2 separate regions of the Rattus norvegicus genome follow, and region 1 is linked to region 2. A link is a contact called in public Hi-C data. All regions are on one chromosome and are shown on one strand. Each heading gives the region's core, a stretch centred on a gene start, on an enhancer-like site or on the middle of the called end of the contact. The rest is flanking DNA. Distances are from core to core; before and after follow the strand shown.

Region 1 (7,445 bases), core at 4,846-7,345, 110 kb before region 2:
TATTTTACAGTGTAGCCCTACTTATTAAGAAAAGCAAATCAGGAGGGGCTGGGGATGTAGCTCAATCGGTAAAGTGCTTGCCTAACATGCACCAAGCTCGCCTTCAATCCCAACACCTTCAATCGCAACCCCACAAAAACCAAGTGTGGTAGAGTCTGGTAAGCATCCAGGAGTTAGATGCAGGAGGATCAGAAATTCAACGTCAGGGCTGGAGAGATGGCTCAGAGGTTAAGAGCACTGACTGCTCTTCCAGAGGTCCTGAGTTCAATTCTCAGCAACCACATGGTGGCTCGCAGCCATCCATAATGGGATCTGATGCCCTCTTCTGGTGTGTCTGAAGACAGCTACAGTGTACTCATACACATAAAATAAATAAATAATTCTTTAAAAAAAATTCAAGGTCATCCTCAGCTACATATGGGTTATGTGAGATCTTTTCCAAAAAAAATGGAGAAGGCAGGTGACGATTTGCCTCAGAGATTAATCATGCTTGCTGCACAACTATGAGGCCCTGAGTTCAGATCCTAGCACCCGTGGAACCAGCCATGTGTGTAACTCCGGAGATGTAGAAGCTAAGAGAGGGGAGACTCACTGGGGCCTATTGACTGCCCACCCAGTGAGAAAAGCAGTGGACCCCTGGCTATAGACAGACTCTCCTCCCACAGAATGAGGTAGAGAGAGACACAAAATGCCCAAAACCCTGGTCTGACCTCCTCATGCATGAGCAGAGAGACAACATAGACCATTAAAAAAAAAAAAAGGAGTTTACTTAAAAGTTTGCCATGTTAGGCCAACAGCAGCCTCATATTGCTATATTTACAGTTCTCAAGAGGCGGTGTCACAGAGCCATTAGCCCATACTATTGAAGCCTGAGAAAGTACACTTGCCTGTTGTTAGTGACCATGGTTACAGTCTTTAAGCCACTCAACCCAAAACAAAACTTCAACAGCGTTTAGACAGAGAGGAGTAGGAGAGCCGGGGAGGGGCTGGTCTGTTTGCACATGGTCTCTCGCCTGTGGGAACAGTTCTTGAAGTATGCAGAGGACATCAGTTCTACAGAAAGCAGGAGGCTACACTGTCAAGGACGTTTGAGAACGTTTGCCTAGCATTTTATCTCCTCAGATCCACAGTGCACACCAGTAAACTACAGGCTGTAAAGAACACTGCTCGGGGCTGGGGATTTAGCTCAGTGGTAGAGCGCTTGCCTAGGAAGCACAAGGCCCTGGGTTCGGTCCCCAGCTCCGAAAAAAAGAACAAAAAAAGAACACTGCTCAATACTGTTTTTCCTCGCAAAATGTATTTAACCGACGCGCTACCTACCTATAAACACCTTGCAAGACTAATAGGTTCTGCGGCCATGGACTTGAGGAAACTGTCTCTCTGTGTTGAAAGGCTTCTCCCTCTTATTTCTTCACCCAAAAAATACAACTAACCAACCAACCAAACAAACCACCTCACCTCCAAATCCTGCAGTTTCAGAAAGTTTCATGATTTTATGTCTATAAGAGGCACCCTGGAAATGTCTGAAGTGTTGATATAAAAGCCCATAAGCAGATATTCAAGTGCAGTTTGACCAGATGGAAAGGGAAGAGAAAAACATAATGTTGGAGTCACCAACATGTAGTGATTTTCCTTAGAGTTTTGTACAAATGTTTCCAGTATTGGTTTTCCCTTAATTCCTTTTGGGGGATCTATTTCATGTATTTCCAATTCTCTCCTCTAGATGGCAATAGAGGTGAAAAAATGCCCGAAGGTCTGGGTTCTCAGGTTTCAGTGGCATCAAATGACCATAGACTACTGTCCTCCAAACACAGGCCTGTTTCTAGACAGCATGTCACTACGCAGCCCCGGCTGGCCTTGAGTGCATCAAAATCCACCTGTCTCTGCTTTTGCCTTCTAAGTGCTGGGATTAAAGGTGTATGCCCACCATGCCTGGCCAACAAGTTTCCCACCGCTCCTCAAATATATTGAATCACATAGCAAAAGATTAGTGACAATGGATGAGGGAATTGAACCTCCCCTCCATGTATGTGTCCCTTACATGCTTATGATGTTGTCTGTATCTTAAAAATAGTGTTAGCTGTGCTCTTCTTAGGTCCTGCAGCCAGCTGGCTACAGAGGCATGTGATACGGCCCAAAGCCGAGTCACCTGGTTTGCTGACATATGGCTTCATTTAAGATCTGTAGCAACAGGGTTGAGGATTTAGCTCAGTGGTAGAGCGCTTGCCTAGCAAGCGTAAGGCCCTGGGTTGGGTCCCCAGCTCCGGAAAAAAAAAAAAAAAAAAAAGATCTGTAGCAACGCTAGGTCTGATCCTCTTGTCAACTGACGCTTTGAGCCAGCTGTAAAGGGGTCCCTGTACTACTGGACGCTGTGCTGAACTGAAGCTCGGGATGTTAGCAGAAAGGTAACACTTCATTAAAAGTGTGCAATTTATGGTTGAATTAATAAAGCAGGAGAAAAGGAGTGGAACGGGCCCAGAGAGGAGACCTTTATGCTCTATATCAAAGCCCCACTAGGGATATTTTAAAAGCCTTACCCTTCACTGCTTCATTGAATCTCATCATTAAACAATAAAATGGGGTCTACCAGCAAGATGTTCTCCACAGAATCTGCTGACAGGGAAAAACAAGGAGGCCAGCCCCTGTAACGGATGGCATTTCAAGGGCTCTACAGTGCTCCAAAGGACTCTAAATTGTCCATGTGCAGTGAACTGGACAGAGGCTAAAAGGTGGCCTATACCTTCAAAAGTGGTAAAATGGAAAATCTCTGTGGGAAATTATATATATATATATATATATATATATATATATATATATATATATATATCATATGTATATACCATATGTAAAACTGTCTTTGGCCCAAACAAGGAACTAAGTGGATATCAGTTCGTATATTTTTTTAAATCAATTTTGAATACATCACAGGATTTTTAAATTCTCTCTCTCTTTCTCTCTCTTTTCTCTCTCTCTCAATTTTAAAAGGTATGGGGAAAGGAAGAGTTGAGACAGTATTTCATGCAACCCAAGCTGGCTTCATATTTGTTATGGAACCAAAGCTGGCTTTGACTTCCTGCACCTCTGCCTCCACCTCCCTAGTACATGGGTATATACCACCATGCCGAACTCCTTCCTCCCCCTCCTCCTCCTCCTCCTCCTCCCCTCCTCCCCCTCCTCCTCCTCCTCCTCCCCTTCCTCCTCCCCCTCCTCCTTCCCCTCCTCCTCCTCCCCCCTCCTCCCCCTCCTCCTCCTCTTCCTCCTCCCTCCCTCCTCTTCCTCCTGGTCCTGCTCCTCCTGCTCCTCCTGCTCCTCCCCCTTCCTCCCCCTGCAGTCATTCCAGGAAATTGCTCTTAACATCACGCCTGTCCTTGAATGAATACCTAGAGTAATTAGGTGTGTGTTGAAATCAGTTAATATTATGGCCAATTGGCCTGACTCCCTTTCCCAGGCCACTCTTGGGTGCTCCGAGATCACTGTATACTTTCCCATGGGCTCTGAGCGTCACGACAAAATCAAATCCTAAAGTGAGCAGGACAAGAAGCATGGAAATAAATGCTACACACTGGGTAGGAGCAGGAGCCTGGATGGGCAAGTGGCTCTGTACTTGCTCTGTAGCCAAAGCCCTGGGATGACGCCCAGCCTCCATGCTTCTTAAGGACAGTAATACCCTGAGTACAAGCCAGTGGTCCTTAGCACAGTCAACCCCGAGACTCGGGAGTGTCAGAGAAGTGATAGACTCTTCCTGACTAGTTATCCATGTGACCTGCCTAGACCACCATTCCCAGATCTCTGTTATCTTTAAATGTGCTCAAGAGAGGTCCTTCCGGTGAGCTATGGTCCTTGGATTCTCTTCCTTAGGCACGACTCAGTATCTCATTCCTCAGTATGATGCATGGTAATATAAGAAACAGACATTTGAGACGCTGGAGAGATGGCTCAGGTATTAAGAGCATGGGCTGCTGCTCTTCCAGAAGATACTATTTGATCTCTAGCACCCACATGACAGGTCACAACTATCTCTAACTCCAGTTTCAGATACCCTTCTTTGACCTCTGTGGGAACCAGCTATACCCACGGTACACAGACACACAGGCAGGCAAAATATTCATATACATAAAATCTAAGAAGAGATAGAACCCAATCAGAGTAGTACAGGCCTGTCGTCCCAGCACTCGGGAGGCAGAGGCTAGCAGATCTGTTAAGCGTTCAAGTCAAACCTGGTCAATATAGTGTGAGTTCAGGACAGACAGAGCTGCATAGTGAGACCGAGTCTCAGAAAGAGGAGGAGGAGGGGGGGAGGAGGAGGGGAGAGGAGGAGGGGGAGGAGGAGGGGGAGGAGGGGGAGGAAGAGGGGAGGAGCAGGGGGAGGGGGAGGGGAGGGAAAGGAGGAATAGGAGGGGAAGAGGAGGAGGAGGGGGAGGAAGAGGAGGAAGGGGATGAAGATCCATAGCTATTTAACAGAGAAGAGTGGGTGTAGTTCAGTGACAGAGGGCTTGCCTAGCATGCACAAAACACTTGATTCAATCCCTAGCACCATCAAGGAACAATAAATATAACAGATTAATTGGCTTCCAATTTTGGTTCCTGGCAGACAACTCCAAAGCCCATGAAGGCCCCAGAGTGCTGAATGTCTTCTACTAATGAAACCACTGGGTGCCGGAGGCCCCTAACCAGCTTCAGGATAGAAACCGATCACCAAAATCCAGCCGCACCCTAGCTTTCTCGTTGTTGGAACCAAAATAACTTAAGGAAGGAAGGGTTTACTTTGTGGTCATTTTGAGGACATTCGGTCCGTCACAGCCCACAAGGCAGGCCAGCAAGAGAGTGAGATGGATAGTCACATTGCATGGTCACATTGTATGGGTCAGCCCCTTCTGAAGCAAAGCAAGATGCATACTGGTACTCTGCTTGCTTCTTCTGTTTTCTCTTTTTATTCAGGCTGGGACAGGGGATGATGTCATGGACTTGAGACTGGGTCTTCCTCTTTGGAAAAGCCTTCACAGACCTGTGCACAGGTGAGTCTCTAGCTGCAGTCAATGATAATGAAAACCCAAGTCACCAACCCCCAGCCTCTAGTAAAGGAGGGAAGTGGAAGATTGGATTGGTTGCCAATGATCAGTGATGTACTCGATCGTGTTTATGTATGTAATACCACCTCCATAAAAGCCCACAGGACAGAACTTGGGGGTCGGTCTCCACATGGCTGAACATGTGGGTTCCCAGAGGGTGGCTTACTCTCCCACCCCCACCCCTGCCGCTCCCCCACACCCCAGCTTTTGCATCCATCTGGCTGATCATCTGCATCCTTTGTAATGAGTGGAAGTAAATGGAAGGTTTTCCTATTGTCTGGGTTGCTCTAGCAAACTAACGGATACTGGGGAGGAGCCATGGGAACCCCGGATCCGGGATAGTCAGTCAGGATCCTAGGCAACAACCTGCTATCTGCAATTGGTCTGAAATGGAGGACTCCTGTGGGACACTCCGGAATTTGTCAGTTCTGACGCTGCCTCCAGTAAACAACGTTAGAACTAAGCTAAATTGTAAGACGCAACGCTGTACCCCTGGAGAACGATTGTTGGAAAAAGAAATCCCCATACATTTTAGTGACCAGTATGTCACATTGGTTGAGTTTATAAAGAAGAGAAAAAAAAAATCACCCTATCACTTCCCACCCACACACCCACCCCAAGAAAAGGGCAGGCCCACTGACTCTGTCCGAAATTCAGTCTAGGTCCAGCTCACCCTGAACTATAGGAGGATTTCTGGCGGTTAGATAAAAGTCAGCATTCCTCAGGAACTTGTGGAACTGGTTCCCCTCTACCAAAAGGAATCATTTCCCTTACCTCTGGCAGAAGGGACACATGGTTCTATTGACTTGGACCTGTGGCTGTGTATCAAAACCCACGCCAGGCTCCCTCAGTCCCTATTCACAAGTACTTTCAGTACAGAAAAAAAAAAAAAGCTCCTATCCTGGACTTTCTCAACTTAGATGATACTCTCTATATAACCCCTGTCCCCCATGCCCCAGGTCCTGCTATTCTCCCCACCCCCTCTGGCTCCTCCCCTCTGCCCCTCTGGCTCCTCCCCTCTGCCCCCTCTGGCTCCTCCCCTCTGGCTCCCTCCTGCCCCTCCTCCCCTCTGGCTCCTCCTCCCTCACTCTCTCTATGGCTCTGCTTTCTCACTAACCCTCTCCCTTTCACTATTCTCTCTTCGCTCGCTATTCACCTTCCTCTCGAAGACAGCCCTAACCATGTCCAATCTGCTTCTCTTTCTCTCTGCTCTGGACTCTTCCAAATGCTTCTGGATACTTTCTCTCTCTTACGCATAATAAATACCTTCCCCTTAACCAAACCGTGGAACTGTCGTGTCAGCTTCTTACACACACACACACACACACACACACACACACACACACACACACACATGCTTCATCCAAAACAGTTCCTCATGGATCCCATCTCATCACCGAGTCCCATGACACCTCTAATTCTTCACTTTCTAGCCAGAAAAATCTCAGTCTCCCCACAAAAACCGTGCTTCCTCTGCAGCCGCGATGAGTGCAGACAGGGCCAGCTCCTCTCTATACACACTGCCATGACATTGTTTCTCAGTCCTTTACCCTCTGAGACCCACTCCACAGAGTCATTGTGCCTTGCATCCTGTGCCCGCTGTCAGCCACTACCTATCTGTTCCTTTTTATCACCATCCCGTCTCTAGGCTGCTCTTTCTCAATCCCTGTATCTTCAATTTTGCCTCTCTACCAGTTCCTTCCTTCCTTCCTAGACTAAAAAATGCCACATTCCTTCCGTCTGAGCCTTCTCTCCTCCCCTGGTCATTGGTGTTTGTGGATGATTCTCTATATTCACTGTTTCAACTTGCTCACCTCCTGCACACTCCCCAGAATTGTCTCCTTCAAGATAATCTGGGATCTACACACAGTTAAATTCGAAGGACTTTTTTCCTTTTGACCCATGGCAACTCTTGGCATAACAGGCTCTTGGATCTTTCTCTTACCTGAACATCTATAACTCCCCCTCTCCCTCTCCTTTTTCCTCTCTCTGTCTTCCTCTTTCCTCTCCCTCCTTTTCTCTCCCTCTCCCCCTCCTCCCTCCCTCTCATCTCTCCCTCTCCTCTCCCCTCTCCTCTCCTTCCACTCCCTTTCCTCTCTCCCCCTCTTCTCTCCCCATCCTCTCTCCCCTCTTCCCTCCTCCTCCTCCCTTCCTCTCCTCTTCCCTCCCCATCCTCTCTCCCCTCTTCCCTCCTCCTCCTCCCTTCCTCTCCTCTTCCCTCCCCCCTCTCTCCCTCCTCTCTTCCTACCCTCTTCCCTTCCCACTCTCTCTCCCTCCTCTCTTTCTCTCCTCTCCCTCTCTCTCCTCTCGCCTCCCCATCTCTCTCTTCCTCCTCCCCGTCCTCCTTCCCCCCCCCTTCTCTCTCCTCACCACCAA
Region 2 (7,430 bases), core at 1,434-3,933:
TATTAAAATACCTCTCTAGAAACAGCTCTCTTTGGTTCCACCACACGTCCATCAACCTTGTGTGGCCGAGCACACATTGCAGCATCCACCTCTTCGACACAAGAGTAGGTCACAAAACCAAAGCCTCTGGAACGTTTTGTTTGAGGATCTCTCATTACCTATAAAATAGTTCAAAGTATTAAATAATCCTATAGGTCTCCATCCCTTTCTAAGATCATTTTTACCCCAAGAACTCACCACACAATCTGTAAGTGTGCCCCATTTCTCAAAATGTTCTCTTAAGCTATCATCTGTGGTTTCAAAGCTCAGACCACCAATAAACAGCTTCCTCAGCTGCTCTGGTTCCTTTGGATCGTGGCCCTGAGGAAAAAGATTGATAGTTATTTTTTTTCTTGGAGAAAATGAACTTTAAGTTATAGGTGTCTCAAAACCCGTAACAACATTCCATCCAATTAAAAAAAATCTGCTCCACGCTGGGCATGATAATACACACCAGTTAACTTCAGCGTTTGGGAGACAGAGACTGGCCTGGACTACATATCCAATTTTTTAAGGCCAGTATGAGGTTGTCTAGTATGAGGTGAGTAGGTTGTCTTAAAAACAAACAAAACCCTCTAAAAATGGTATCGGGGTCACTTTAAAGTATAACTAAACTGAACCCCAAACGGTCCCAGACTTCTTCAAAACTAATTTTTTAAAGCTACAACTAAAAGTCTAGAATAGTTCAGATGTTTGTAACAAGTCATTCACTAGAAAAATTAACCCCAAAGACTCAGCATTATTCATTCAACCCATGCCATTTCCACTGTCCTCAGTCTGCAACACCAACAAACCCATAATTTTAAAACATGATCCATAAAATGCAACTTAAGCTTACAATGGCAAATTAAAAGAAATTCACATTTCCAGCCAGTCAGTTATTAAGACATTCCTACGCAAAATAGGCATATCCCACAAAGAACAAAACAGAACACAGCCAAGACGTAAAAACAATCCCATAATAATACCTTGTAGGGACTAAGGGTGTGGGTGGGTGAGTTTTGAGGCAGGCTCAAGATAAGGGCAGGCTAAGCTAGCCTGGAACTTGAGGCAGTCCTACCTTACTTAGCCTTTCAAATACTAGGATAACAGGTGGGCACGCAACATTCACACGTAGTTCCACTACTTAGCTATCTGTAATCAATTTACCTTGGTTATACCCATTTCCGTCGAATGGTTTTAAGTGACTTCGAATGCGATTCCTATATTCACAACTACGTAAACTTGGATTTACAAGGCATAGTACATGCTGCCTGACCAGAGGAATTAGGAACAAAACCGTAACTGACTTAGGAAATAATCTACACTGTGACTTTCTTTTGAAGGTTTTACTTTCGCGTGAACGCTTTTAATGAACGCATTAAGACAATTCAACACAAGTCCTTACGGGGGCTCACATTTACACATTTAAAACATCTTCCATTCTCTAGAAACAGAAATGTTAGGACATTCAATATAATAAAAACAGCCACATACCAGAAACCCGTTAAATGATCAACTACCCAAATAATTCACTTAGTCCCATTTATTCAAGCCTCGGATAAATGAATTTGACAATACACAAAAAACAACATCTCTATACACACAAAATTCACGTAATCGTGGTTATGTTCGAGTGTGATCGCAGTTCTCTAAAACCAAAATCCAGTAAACCATAACCCGGGCCAATCCGAAATATGAGAAATTAGATAAATAAGTTCCAAATAAACAACTACACTCAAAACCCCGAAATGGTTAAGACTTCAACCGTAGGACGCTGTAAATACTCCATTCCAAATCCTTGAGCACAAGCAGCGGGTTAGGAAGCACCTTAAAGCAGCAAGCTTTTCAGTAATGTATCCCCAAATGAGCGCTGAGAAAATCCGGCCAGAATATTGCGCGGATTGTCATCACCCAGAAGGCCCGCCAAGGCCTAGATAGATCCGCGCCGGCAGCACCCCAGCGGAAAGCACCGCGCCCGGAGCCTGGAGGCCATCTGCGGCATTTTCTGCCCGGCCGCCTCCCGCCGTTCCCTCCAATCCCGCGCACTCCTTCTTGGCGGCGTAGCCAGGCGGCGGCCATTGCGGGCCAATGCGCCATTTCGTAACGCGGCGGCAGATCAATGTCAATGTGGCCGCCGCCCGCCTGCTCGCTCGCCCGGATGTGCTCCTCCCCTCCCCCACCTCCTCCTCCCAACCGCTCCCGCGGAGGCCCGCCATGCCGCCCGCGGCCTCGCCAGTCAGGCCCCACAGCCCGAGGGCTCCTCGCCGGGCCGCAGACCTACTCCCCGGCCGCGCCGCGTCTTCGAGGGCTGCTGGTGCGGCCGGCCGAGAGGACCAGGGCGAAGGAGGGCCTGGATGAGGCCACTCGGCCCGCTCCCCTCCCCCTCCCACCGCCCTCAGAGCAAAGCGCGGGACGATCGTCCCGGTTTCCCCCGGCCTCCCCGCTCCCATCGAGCCAAAGCCCCCCCAAGCCGGCAACTACCCAGCAACCCCCCGCTCTCCCCCTAATACCTCCTCCCCCCGGCGGCGGCGGCGACGGCCGGAGTCAGGCTGGGGGCGACCGGGCGGCGGTTTTACCTCCATTTTGAGACCGGACTCGCCTCTTCCAACTCGAGTTCAATATGGGACCGAGAGGAAGAGGCGGGGCTAGTAACCACGTGATGTTCTATCCGCGCGCCGCCCGCCCATCGGGGGCGGGGTCACGCCAAAGCGGAGCGCGACTGGACCAGTGGGTTGGCGGGCCGAGAGTGGAGAGCAGGGATTGGGCCGCCAACGGGAGCGCGCGCGCCTCGCCAACTTCCAACGCAGCGCCGCCCTCGCCGCGGTTCGCGCCCGGCAGCTACGCTTACGTCAGCTGCAGCTTGACCAATAGCGAGTGCCCACGTCGGGAGAAAGCCGCGTGACCGCGCGTCAGCTTAGAGAAAGGCCTTTCCCTTTCTTCCAGCGCCTCTCGCCCCTCCCCCGCGCTCTTCTGGGTCTCTATTTCCGAGTTCGCCCCACTCCAGTGCCAGATTTAAAGTCACGCTTTTCTTACTTGAGACTTAAGGTTGTAAGAAAGTCGATTGACCCCTTCGCCTTCCTCGCGGGTGCCCAAATATCGGAAGCCGAGGTGTGGAAAATATGGCTCCGCCAGCTTGGGAGACCCACACTGCAAGTTTCAGTCTTGCACTTCTCACAGACCGCAAAATGCGGCTGAGTTAATAAGATTTCACCTTAGGCAACTTGCTTATTTAAAAGATTAAGATAGTCTGCGAGGAAGAAGCAGAACCACTTGTTTTGGGTACAGAATCTAGAGAATGGGACCATTTCCAAAGTTTCTAAAAGGCTTCTGGCCATATAGGCTACCTACCTGTTGACTAGATATTTGTTCCTTATTTAATGTGGTCATCTGTTTCAAGTTTTACTGTGCAGCATGTGAATGAAATAAGTCGAATCCTTTTTCTGCCTGGCAAAGGGATTCGGAATCATTTGGACTTTAGTTGCTCAAGTAAAAGTGAACATAGGATTAGGTGATCTCGAAACACCCACTGTAAGGGGCCATGGTTCGCTGAAGAATGACACCCCCCGGACTCATGTAAACGCAAAATGTTTTATTCTGTAGACGTCTAGCATGCTGGAGTTTCCCATTACCAAGATAGAGCCGGAAATAAGTTCGCAGGCTCAGTTTAAAGCACCTTAGTGGAATCCCGGGGTTGGTGGTTGTCTTTCTCTAGGTATTCCAGAACCGTTGCCGGGGTGTGGTGGCTGGAAACTGTTGCTGAGGAATCCGGGGGTAGGTGGGCTGTGTTCTACTGCTATCTCTAAGAACATTCCATTACTGGGGCGTGGGGGCTGGCTGGAAACTATTGACCCATTGTCCTTGTTTCAGGCCAGGTGGTGGGGCAGTTTCTGACTAGCTGAAGCCTGGGATTTTAGGCCTAGTTCCTTAACTGCTAATTTGAAGCCTGTCGTGGAATCAGCCTAGCCTTCTCACCACAACTGTAGATTAACAATTTACAGATTTGCCAGGCATAGTATGGGACACCTCTAGCCTACTCTGAAGAAAGAGGCTGATGTGTCTCTGGCCCTACGTGGAGTTTCAGGGAGCCAGTGTATATATAGTGAGACCCTGTCTCAAAAGGAAAGAAAAAAATTTGCAGATCTCTATTTAAAAGTATTGGGGCGGGGGGGGGGGGAGGCACAATTGACAAAGTCTTTTCCTGAAACAAATTGCATATTTTAACATTCTGTGTAACAAATTCCTTTGTAGTTTAACTGTTCCTTCCTGTGAAAGATTAGAAATGGATTCAGATGGTGGCACACACCTTTAATTCCAACACTCAATCGTGAGGCCTTAGCCTGGATCCTCATCTCTGCACACTGGACGGGTGACACACCTTCTAATCCCTCAAACTCACAGTGCTTGGGGAATGGAGGTTGGGAATTTCAAAAGAACCAGGGCAGCCACATGTGGTGCCTCAGGACTTTAGTCACAGCAATCAGGAAGCAGATGCAGAAGGATCTCTGAGAGTACCAGGCCAGCTAGCTCTTGGACATAGACACCCTGTCTCAAAACAGTTCAAGGACATTTACAAAGTGGGTGTGAGGCCACCCTGGGCTACAGGATACCCTGGTTCTAGTTTGCTTTCTGTTGCTGTAATAAACGCCATGACCAAAACCAACTTAGAAGAGGAAAACCTGGTGTAATTCCAGGTCGTGGTCACCACTGAAGGAAATCAAGGCAGGAATTGAGGCAGAAACTACAGCCGATCTTTGGCTGGCTTGCTCCCTGGGGCATGCTCAGCTACCTCTCTCTCTCTTTTTTTTTTTTTTTTTTTTTTTTTCCGGAGCTGGGGACCGAACCCAGGGCCTTGCGCTTCCTAGGCAAGCGCTCTACCACTGAGCTAAATCCCCAACCCTACCTCTCTTTTTTTGATCCTTGGTTTTTCGAGATGGTTTTGAGAGACCGAGTTTTTGGCTTTAGACTCCATCTTAGAAAGCCTGACCGAAGTTTACACTCAAGTAAGCTAACAGTTCAGTATCTAGCTCCAGTCTCCAGTTTACCTCCAATAAAACCTGAGCCTAGCTCCAGTTTCCAGGCTACCTCAAACAAGGCCTGCTTCTCCAGGTATGTTCCCCAACAAATCCCGAATCTAGCACTGGTTTCCAGGTTATTCCTCAACGAATCTACACCTGGGTTTGATAACCTGCCTAATAGCCACCAATTAAAAAAAAAAAAATACCAGAAGTTTATGGTTTGGCTCCTAGCACCAGCCAATTACACTAAAGGCCATAGTAACACCCCAATTAGATGCTTGCAAGGCCAGAAACACTCACTGCTTGATTGCCATTTTCTATGAAACCTTGTTCCATTGATGGGCCTTTCCTCACCAGAACTGTCCTGTGGGTCTGCAGTGTGTTAAGCCCCAAGCTTGACCTTGTTAATAAAGACCCTGGTGTGATCGCATTGGATAGGCTCCTGATTGGTCTTTTGGGGTTCCTGAATATCCTTGGTACTACATTTTAGCGCATAGGCCTGGTTCTCCAGGGCTTTCAGGACTACCTCATCTAGATGCTGGCAAATCCAGGTCTATATAGGAATATCTGTATGTGTTTGTAGCCCATGGTAAGCTTTCTGCTTCCTGTCTGTACACTAAATGTGTGCATGTAGTCTTGCTGTGAAGCAGTTCGGTTCCACATGCAGTCGTAAACTCTGAGTGGTGCCACATCTGTAAATCTGTTCTGGAAAAAGACCTTGACTTTATATGTATGGCCGAGATGCAGTTAAGATAGATGTATCAGGGGGCCATGGCCACAAGGGATGAGGAGACGTCCTGAGACCCACTCTGAAGTGGGCATGGACTTGGAGAGCCAAGGGCGCCTCACCAATCTGATTACTTTCATCTGTTCCTGACAAGGAGGAGGGGATAAGTTTCTTTTCTTGTGTGTAATTGTAGAGAGGAAAGGTCAGATTTGTGTTTTTTTTTTTGTGTTAAGGGATGAGGTGATTTTTTGTATGAGTGCCACTTTCTGTATAGAGAAATTAGAACTTGTGTTTTTGTTTTAAGACATTTATTTATTTGTTTAATGTATGTGAGCACACTGTAGCTGTCTTCAGATACCCGAAGAGGGCACTAGATTGCATTACAGATGGTTGAGAGCCACCATGTGGTTCCTGGGAATTGAACTCAGGACCTATCTGCAAGCACCAAAGAAAATAAACTATTAAAGGCACGGACGACTACGAAGATACAGACACTGTCTGTCATTACATAGTCGGACAGACGCTAAGAGCAGTTCATGGAGTTGAATCCATCAGAAACTTTATCCATTTAGCCCTGCTCTCCCTTATAGACAGCCTCAGCCCCGTGTATATAAACCCTGGGCACCTGGTTAACAGACACATGCATTGGCTCTAGCGTCTAGTCTACAACAGTCACTAGGATGCTTCAGTCATAGCCAACTCCCAGCTTGTGCATACTGAACTAGCATCCTATTATATCCATTGAGCTACATCCCAGTCCTAATTCCTGTAAACCACTTTAGGAGGTAAATCCTATCATTATTCTCATTCCTTTTGGGTAAGTAACCCAAGGGAAGTTGACTGGATTCACCAGGGGGCCTCAGACTCACTCTGTAGCTGAGTATGATTTTGATTTTTCTGAGACTCTTGTCTCCACCTAAGTGCTGGGATCATAGGCTTCTGCCACCCTACCTGGTCCCTTTATGTTTTGTTCCTAATCAAACATAGATACTGAATTTCTCATTCTAGGGTTAGGTCAGCTAGAGACACACCTGATAAGCATGGTGGCTCATGTTTGTACTCTAAGACTTCAGGAATCTAAGACTAAGTGTATGGTCAGGAGGCCAAACAGATGGCACAGTAAGTTCAAGGCTTACCTAGGCTACAAAGTAGGACTACATCTCAGACAGAGAGAGTATAGATGATAGATGCCTCTGGAAGTCGTGGTGAGAGGAGATAACTGACTCTACCAAGCTGTGGCATGCATGCAGACACTCCTACATGCACATCACACACACACACACACACACACACACACACACACACACACACACACACACAAGCTAAAAGATAAAAAGGGCTTGGAGAGATGGTTCAACAGCTAAGAGCACTGGCTGCTCTTCCAGGGAACCCAGGCTTGATTCCCAGCACACACGTGATGGCTCACAACTGTAACTCCAGCTCCAGGAGATCCAGTGCCCTCTTCTGGCCTCTGTAGGTACCAGGCATTGACATGGTACATGCAATGTGAGTAAAACACCCAAACACATGCAATAAAATAAAAATAAATTAAAATTTAAAAAATATTTTCAAAAACTTAAAATGAACAAAAAGTAAAAGAGGGGGCTGGAGAGATGGCTCAGCGGTTAAGAGCACTGACTGCTCTTTCAGAGGTCCTGAGTTCAATT

The links. Hi-C and Micro-C count contacts between places; a contact is called where the count stands out from the background.
Region 1: a Hi-C map of mammary epithelial cells shows a contact between it and region 2, with 2.4 times the contacts expected there. The contact joins the enhancer-like site here to the promoter of Hnrnpa3 in region 2. A contact is called at or near these places in 4 of 12 Hi-C or Micro-C datasets (the A7r5 cell line, the Rat2 cell line, liver and 1 more).

The regions. Positions count from the first base shown.
Region 1 is chr3:81,098,636-81,106,080 of GRCr8, reverse strand. No RefSeq gene overlaps it. Among named protein-coding and RNA genes, the nearest start is that of Agps, 52 kb to the left of the region's middle. Within about 2 kb of position 6,095, at least 10 of the 93 cell types and tissues checked have an H3K27ac peak or open chromatin away from gene starts, as enhancers often do. A contact at or near this core is called in liver, where this site is marked.
Region 2 is chr3:80,981,187-80,988,616 of GRCr8, reverse strand. Hnrnpa3 (heterogeneous nuclear ribonucleoprotein A3) reads right to left here and starts at 2,683. Exons shown (of 11, transcript NM_001111294.1): 1 at 2,532-2,683; 2 at 238-360; 3 at 12-158. The coding sequence starts at 2,603.